Linked DNA regions of Oryctolagus cuniculus: region 1 is linked to region 2. A link is a contact called in public Hi-C data. All regions are on one chromosome and are shown on one strand. Each heading gives the region's core, a stretch centred on a gene start, on an enhancer-like site or on the middle of the called end of the contact. The rest is flanking DNA. Distances are from core to core; before and after follow the strand shown. Region 1 overlaps LOC138849931 (a long non-coding RNA gene). Region 2 holds the start of HEY1 (hes related family bHLH transcription factor with YRPW motif 1).

Region 1 (2,700 bases), core at 91-2,590, 57 kb before region 2:
CCATGTTTCTGCGGCAGTCCGAGACGAGCAGGGTCAGGTTCCAGAGGTGCTGGCCTGCCTCAACGCATCATTCCTAATTACGATGCCTTTGTAACCCCCTTGCCTTTCACTGCCTAGAGCTTGTAAAAAGACTCTCACAAACCTTTGCCTTCCTGTGCCTCCAGCCCCAAGGTAGGAATCCTCCTCTTGCAGGAAATGCTAAGCCAAGTTCAAAGCTTTCTCAGTGGAGAGGAAAGTGCGCCTGATCCTGTATAACATGATTAGGTAACAATTAGACCAAAAGAATGCCAAGGCCCTTGCATGGTTGGCCAGTGCTGGCCCCCTGCATCTCTACCTTTCTATAAGAGCTTTACTGTTTCTTCGTTGGGTAGGAAGGTATAGAAGCAAACGAAGGGCCGGCACCATGGCTCACTAAGCTAATCCTCCACCTGCGACGCTGGCACCCTGGGTTCTAGTCACTGTCCAGGCGCCGGATTCTGTCCCCGTGGCTCCTCTCTGCTGTGGCCCGGGAGTGCAGTGGAGGATGGCCCAAGTCCTTGGGCCCTGCACCCGCATGGAAGACCAGGAGAAGCACCTGGCTCCTGGCTTCGGATCAGCGCGGTGCACCAGCCACAACACGCTGGCCGAAGCGGCCATTGGGTGAACCAAAGGAAAAGGAAGACCTTTCTCTCTGTCTTTCCCTCTTGCTGTCCACTCTGTGCCTGTCAAAAAAAAAAAAAAAAATAAGCAAATGGAAGGCTGTTTAGGGTCAAAGCCACTGGCAGCTTTGGGCTCTCTGGGGACGCAGAGTTCTGAAGAGTGGGTTGAGGAATGCCCCCCACCAAACACAGCGGGACAAATGGACATGGAGAGGAAGCCAGGGTCTACAGACCCCAGGGCATGCCCTGCAGCTCTGGTGTCTGTACGACTGCCAGTCTTGTGCCCTCATCATCCAACGAGCACGGTTCAACGGATGTTAAAAGAGGGTTGAAAGGGGCCATAAATCTTTCTGGGCGCTGAAGATCCATGCAAAACCCAGCCTGATGTCTTTTACATCTGTTTCGGTTTCTCAGCCTTGGCTGGCTCGGCTGCCTTTTCTCCTGCGGTAACTCAGGAGCCCCATTCAAGCCGCTGAGTGGCAGGTATAGGGTGTCTCCCCTCGGAGCACGGGGTGAGCGTCCGGGCAGCAGGCAGGCCCCCAAGGCTGGCCCGCTGACACCGTAAGTGTATACCCAGGGGCTGGTGGAGCGGAGGCTGCCGGATTGACGGGGTAAATGGGCAGCGCGCACAGCCTGCAGAAGGGAGGCCGGCGGCGGGTGGGAGAGCGCCGGCTGAGGTTGGTCACACGGAGATTGAATTTCAGCGGAATTAGATCAGAGCTGTGGGAAACAGCACCTCCTGCGCGCACACAGCCGGTCCTCCGTAGGAAGATGTGGGAGGGCTGCTGGGGAGACAGAGGCAGGCAGCTGTGATGAAATACCCCAGGCGGCTCACAGCTAACTTAATTACTGTCTACTTCTCCCCCTGGCTCCAGATTCCGGGGTTTTAGACTGGAAGGCTCCATGGTGTCAGGGAAAGATGGGGCCGTCACTGCTGCAAACACACCTGGTTTGGGAGTGAGGCTGTGTGCGTCTGTACAGGAGGAAGCCTGTGGCTATGGGAGCAGGGGGCAAACATGGAACTGTTAGATCCACAGCTGCAGAAGCCAAACTCCAGGAGGGATTTGGGTGGCTTTCACCGGTACCTTTAGGGTTTGATGTTTTATTGCATTTCATTAACATGCAACGCGAGCTCTCAAGCCCGTAACTGTGCTGCTGCTGCGGCTGCCGCCTCCACCGCCGCCATTGCTGAGAAAGCTTCCTCGAATTCCCATTCTCTGCTTAATAATCTGATGCCATTGCAGGGCTGCAAGCTGCCAGCTTTCCCGGGCAAGCATCAGAGGAATGGAAAATTGGGGGGAAAAGTCTCAGAATTAAAACGGGAACACTTGCAGTGGGATTGGAAAGAGCAAGAAGTCAGCTGCTTTGAAATCCAGCCCCTCAGCAGGGGGAAGAGAGGAGGCCTTTCCAGGAGACTGGGGCGGGGGGCGGGGTGGGGGAGGACACATTCGCTCCCTAAGCTGGCACCAGAGTGGCTTTCTGCAGGGCAGCCAGGGCCCGGCATTCTGTACAGGCCATTTGAATTGGGGAGCCTTCAAGTGATCCTTGTTTCTTTCCCTGTCACTCAACAAGAGGCTGGAGGCAAAAATTCCTACAGCAGCTTCCTCAGAACCGGGCAGAAAACAACCCCCGAGGCTGCGCCTTGCTCCCCGATCTTCCGGTTGGCACAAGAGTTTTGAGCCTGCAGCTGCTGATGATGAAAAAAAATGACCCCAAAACAACTGTGTGCTCCATGCTCAGTGCTCCTTCTCTTGGACCGAGAAACTTCTGGAGTTTTGAGCCTTGTCGGGGGCCCAAGGAAACCTGCCAGGATACCCCCACCCCCCCCGCCGTGGGCTGCAGGATCACCCCCTCTGCGGTGAGCGACACCCAGAGCAAAGGCAGAGTTCGTTGTGCGGCATCTGACTCACTCAGTGTTTACATTCTTAGGAGTGCCCCTCTCGGCTGCATGTCTCTGGTGACTCATAAAAAGAGACAATTAGCATCTTGTCAAGAACTCAGGTGTTGCACTGGATTCCCTTAGATGAGACAGACGTGCAAAAGCCTTCAGGGAGAGCCTGCG
Region 2 (2,700 bases), core at 141-2,640:
ACACGGACGCGGTCCAGCATAGGAAAAGCTACTTGCCAAGGGGAGCACATTCCTCTGGCACTCTCAACCACGTCCCTATAGCTTTATTTCACAGAGCCGGCTGCAAGCCCATGCGTGCATTTAGCCACCATAAGGGACAGAGACGACCGGGTTTTCAAATTCACAGTAACCCTCCTGCCCATTTCTACAAAACCTGGCATTAGGAATGGATCTGGGGATGTAAAACCGTATATTTTTTTTTTTTTTAAATCTGTCCTCCTTGGGGGGAGGGTCTCGTGGGACCTCACGTAGCTCCTAATAGGCGCCACCGCACAGCCAGGCCAGAGCAGAAGGGCTGCTCGTGCTCTCCCGCAGCGAGGCGGGGCCCAGAAATAAACGCCCAACCCGCCACCCTGTCGCCCGCGGAAAGGATCTAGCCGCCGACGCCTGGGGAAAAGAAAAGAAAAAAAAAAAAAACAAAAACATAATGAATATCCCCAAGGATCCCCCACTCCCTCGCTTTCAGCCCAGAAAACAAGCGCTCCATTGCCCCGGAAATTACAAGCACCGGGGAATTCACTCCATCCCGGAGGCGTCTGGCTCCCCGCGAGGCCAAGGGCCCCAACCCCGAAAAAGGACATCCCTCAACCCAAGTCCTGCCCCTCCAAGCGGCCGGCCCCTGGGACGGCGGCCACCGCGGGCGCGCCCGGCGCCTGGGCGGCCCTCTCCCCGCTTCCCGGCTTGGCTGCCCCGAGCGGCCGGCGCGCGGCCGGGCCAGGTGCACCAGCTGCGGCCCCGCCAGCGGCGCGCGCCCTCCGGTCGCCGGACACAGGCGGCCACGCAGCCGAGATTTACGGCGTCGCTGGGCGGCGGTTTCCGGGGCCGGCCGGCGCCCGGGCTCCGATTACAGGTTCACACGGGGGGCCCAGCCCGCGGCCGGCCGCCCAGCTCCGGCCTGCGCGCCATCGCGCGGCCCCGCTCCTCCGCCTGCCCATTCTTCTCCATTCATGCGGACGCCCAGCGCCGCCGCCGCCGCCGCCAGCGCGGCCGCCGTCGCCGTCCGCCCGGATTGGCTGGCGGCCGCGGCGCCGGCACTTTCCCACGGCCCGCGGCGCGTGCGGCTCAGCGGCGGCGCTGCAGGCGCGGCTCTGGCGCGCGGCCAGGCCAATCGGGGCGCGCGGGGCGGGGCGGGGCAGCGGCCGCCGGCGGGCTGGTGTCCCGGCCCGGCCCCCAGCGCCTCCCCGCCGCCGGCCCACCGCCGCCTGCGCCTCCTCCGTCACCCCCCTACTGCGGAGCCCCCGCGGAGCCGACGCACCGCCGCCGGGGGCGCGGCCCGCCCTCGCCCTCCGCCTCGCTCCGCCCCCCTGCCCTGGCGGCTGCCAATCAGCGGGGCGAGGAGTCGGATTGGCCGTGGCGGGGGTGGTGGTGGTGGGGGTGAAGCTGTTGCCCGGCAGCCGCCGCCCCGCCCCTCCGCCTCCTCGCCCGCCCTCCCCAGGGCCCTGGGAAGGGGCTCAGCGTGGGAAAGGGATGGTTGAGTTTTAACCCGAGGCAGAGCGCGAGCGGGATCAGTGTGTGGCGGGCGCGAGCAGCCGAGCGCGGAGAGGCGCCGCCGTGGTGAACTCCCTGCCCGCCGCGCCGACCCTCCCCAGGAGCCCCGGAGCTGCCGCAGCATGAAGCGCGCTCACCCCGAGTACAGCTCGTCGGATAGCGAGCTGGACGAGACCGTAGAGGTGGAGAAGGAGAGTGCGGACGAGAATGGGTGAGTCCGCGGTGACAGCGAGCGGCCGGGCAGGGCGCGGGGGAGACCTCGCGGGTCCCCTCCCCTCGCTGAACGGGGCCTCCCCTGCCCCTTGTCTCTCTCTCTCTGCCCTTAGAAACTTGAGTTCGGCTCTGGGTTCCATGTCTCCAACCACATCTTCCCAGATCTTGGCCAGGAAACGTCGGAGAGGCGTGAGTCTCTGGATAATCCTTATTTACTTACTGTTGTGACTATCTTGGTTACGCATTAACGGGGAGGACCACCGTTTCTTCCCTGCGGGGTGTCCAGCAGTAGTGGCAATGTCCTCCTTTGTTGTGCCTGCTTTCTGCAGATCATTGAGAAGCGCCGACGAGACCGGATCAATAACAGTTTGTCCGAGCTGAGGAGGCTGGTACCCAGCGCCTTTGAGAAGCAGGTAATGGAGGGAGAAGGGCGAGCTCCGAGTTGCGCGCGCCTTCCGAACCCGCTGCCCCCGAGCCTCGGAGGGGAGCCGCGGCTGAAGTCCTGCGGCGGTTCCCACGCATTTTAGACGCGTTGTTTCCTTGGGTCTACGCTTGACGGTTTCTGTGTGTCCGTGCGTTAAGTTCTCATAGGCCCAGCAATCTTGCTGTTCTCTTCTCCAGGGCTCCGCTAAGCTAGAGAAAGCCGAGATCCTGCAGATGACGGTGGATCATCTGAAAATGCTGCACACTGCGGGAGGGAAAGGTATATGGCTCCGTATTTCCTGGCGGGGCGGGGTGGGGGGCTCCCGACTATGGGGGTGCAGAGAGCAGCGGCAGCAGCGGACCAGACCGGCGCAGTCACCGCCTGGTGTCTCTCATTTCTGAACGGTGCGTGCACTCGCCTGATGGTACATTTTCAAACGCACAGCAACATTTCCTCCAGTGACTTCATCGCCCGCACCCTCTGCAGATTGAGCAAATGCATCTTTTTGGACAATGCCTGTTATTCCCGAAGTCCCC

Evidence for each region. A called contact is a pair of places that touch in the nucleus more often than the background predicts.
Region 1: a Hi-C map of liver shows a contact between it and region 2, with 4 times the contacts expected there. The contact joins the enhancer-like site here to the promoter of HEY1 in region 2. A contact is called at or near these places in 2 of 6 Hi-C or Micro-C datasets (liver and psoas muscle).

Annotation. Positions count from the first base shown.
Region 1 is chr6:105,365,546-105,368,245 of mOryCun1.1, reverse strand. The region is part of intron 1 of LOC138849931 (a long non-coding RNA gene); the gene reads left to right. Among named protein-coding and RNA genes, the nearest start is that of HEY1, 57 kb to the right of the region's middle. Within about 2 kb of position 1,340, at least 4 of the 8 cell types and tissues checked have an H3K27ac peak or open chromatin away from gene starts, as enhancers often do.
Region 2 is chr6:105,308,664-105,311,363 of mOryCun1.1, reverse strand. HEY1 (hes related family bHLH transcription factor with YRPW motif 1) reads left to right here and starts at 1,390. Exons shown (of 5, transcript XM_008255689.4): 1 at 1,390-1,738; 2 at 1,854-1,929; 3 at 2,070-2,153; 4 at 2,362-2,443. The coding sequence starts at 1,650.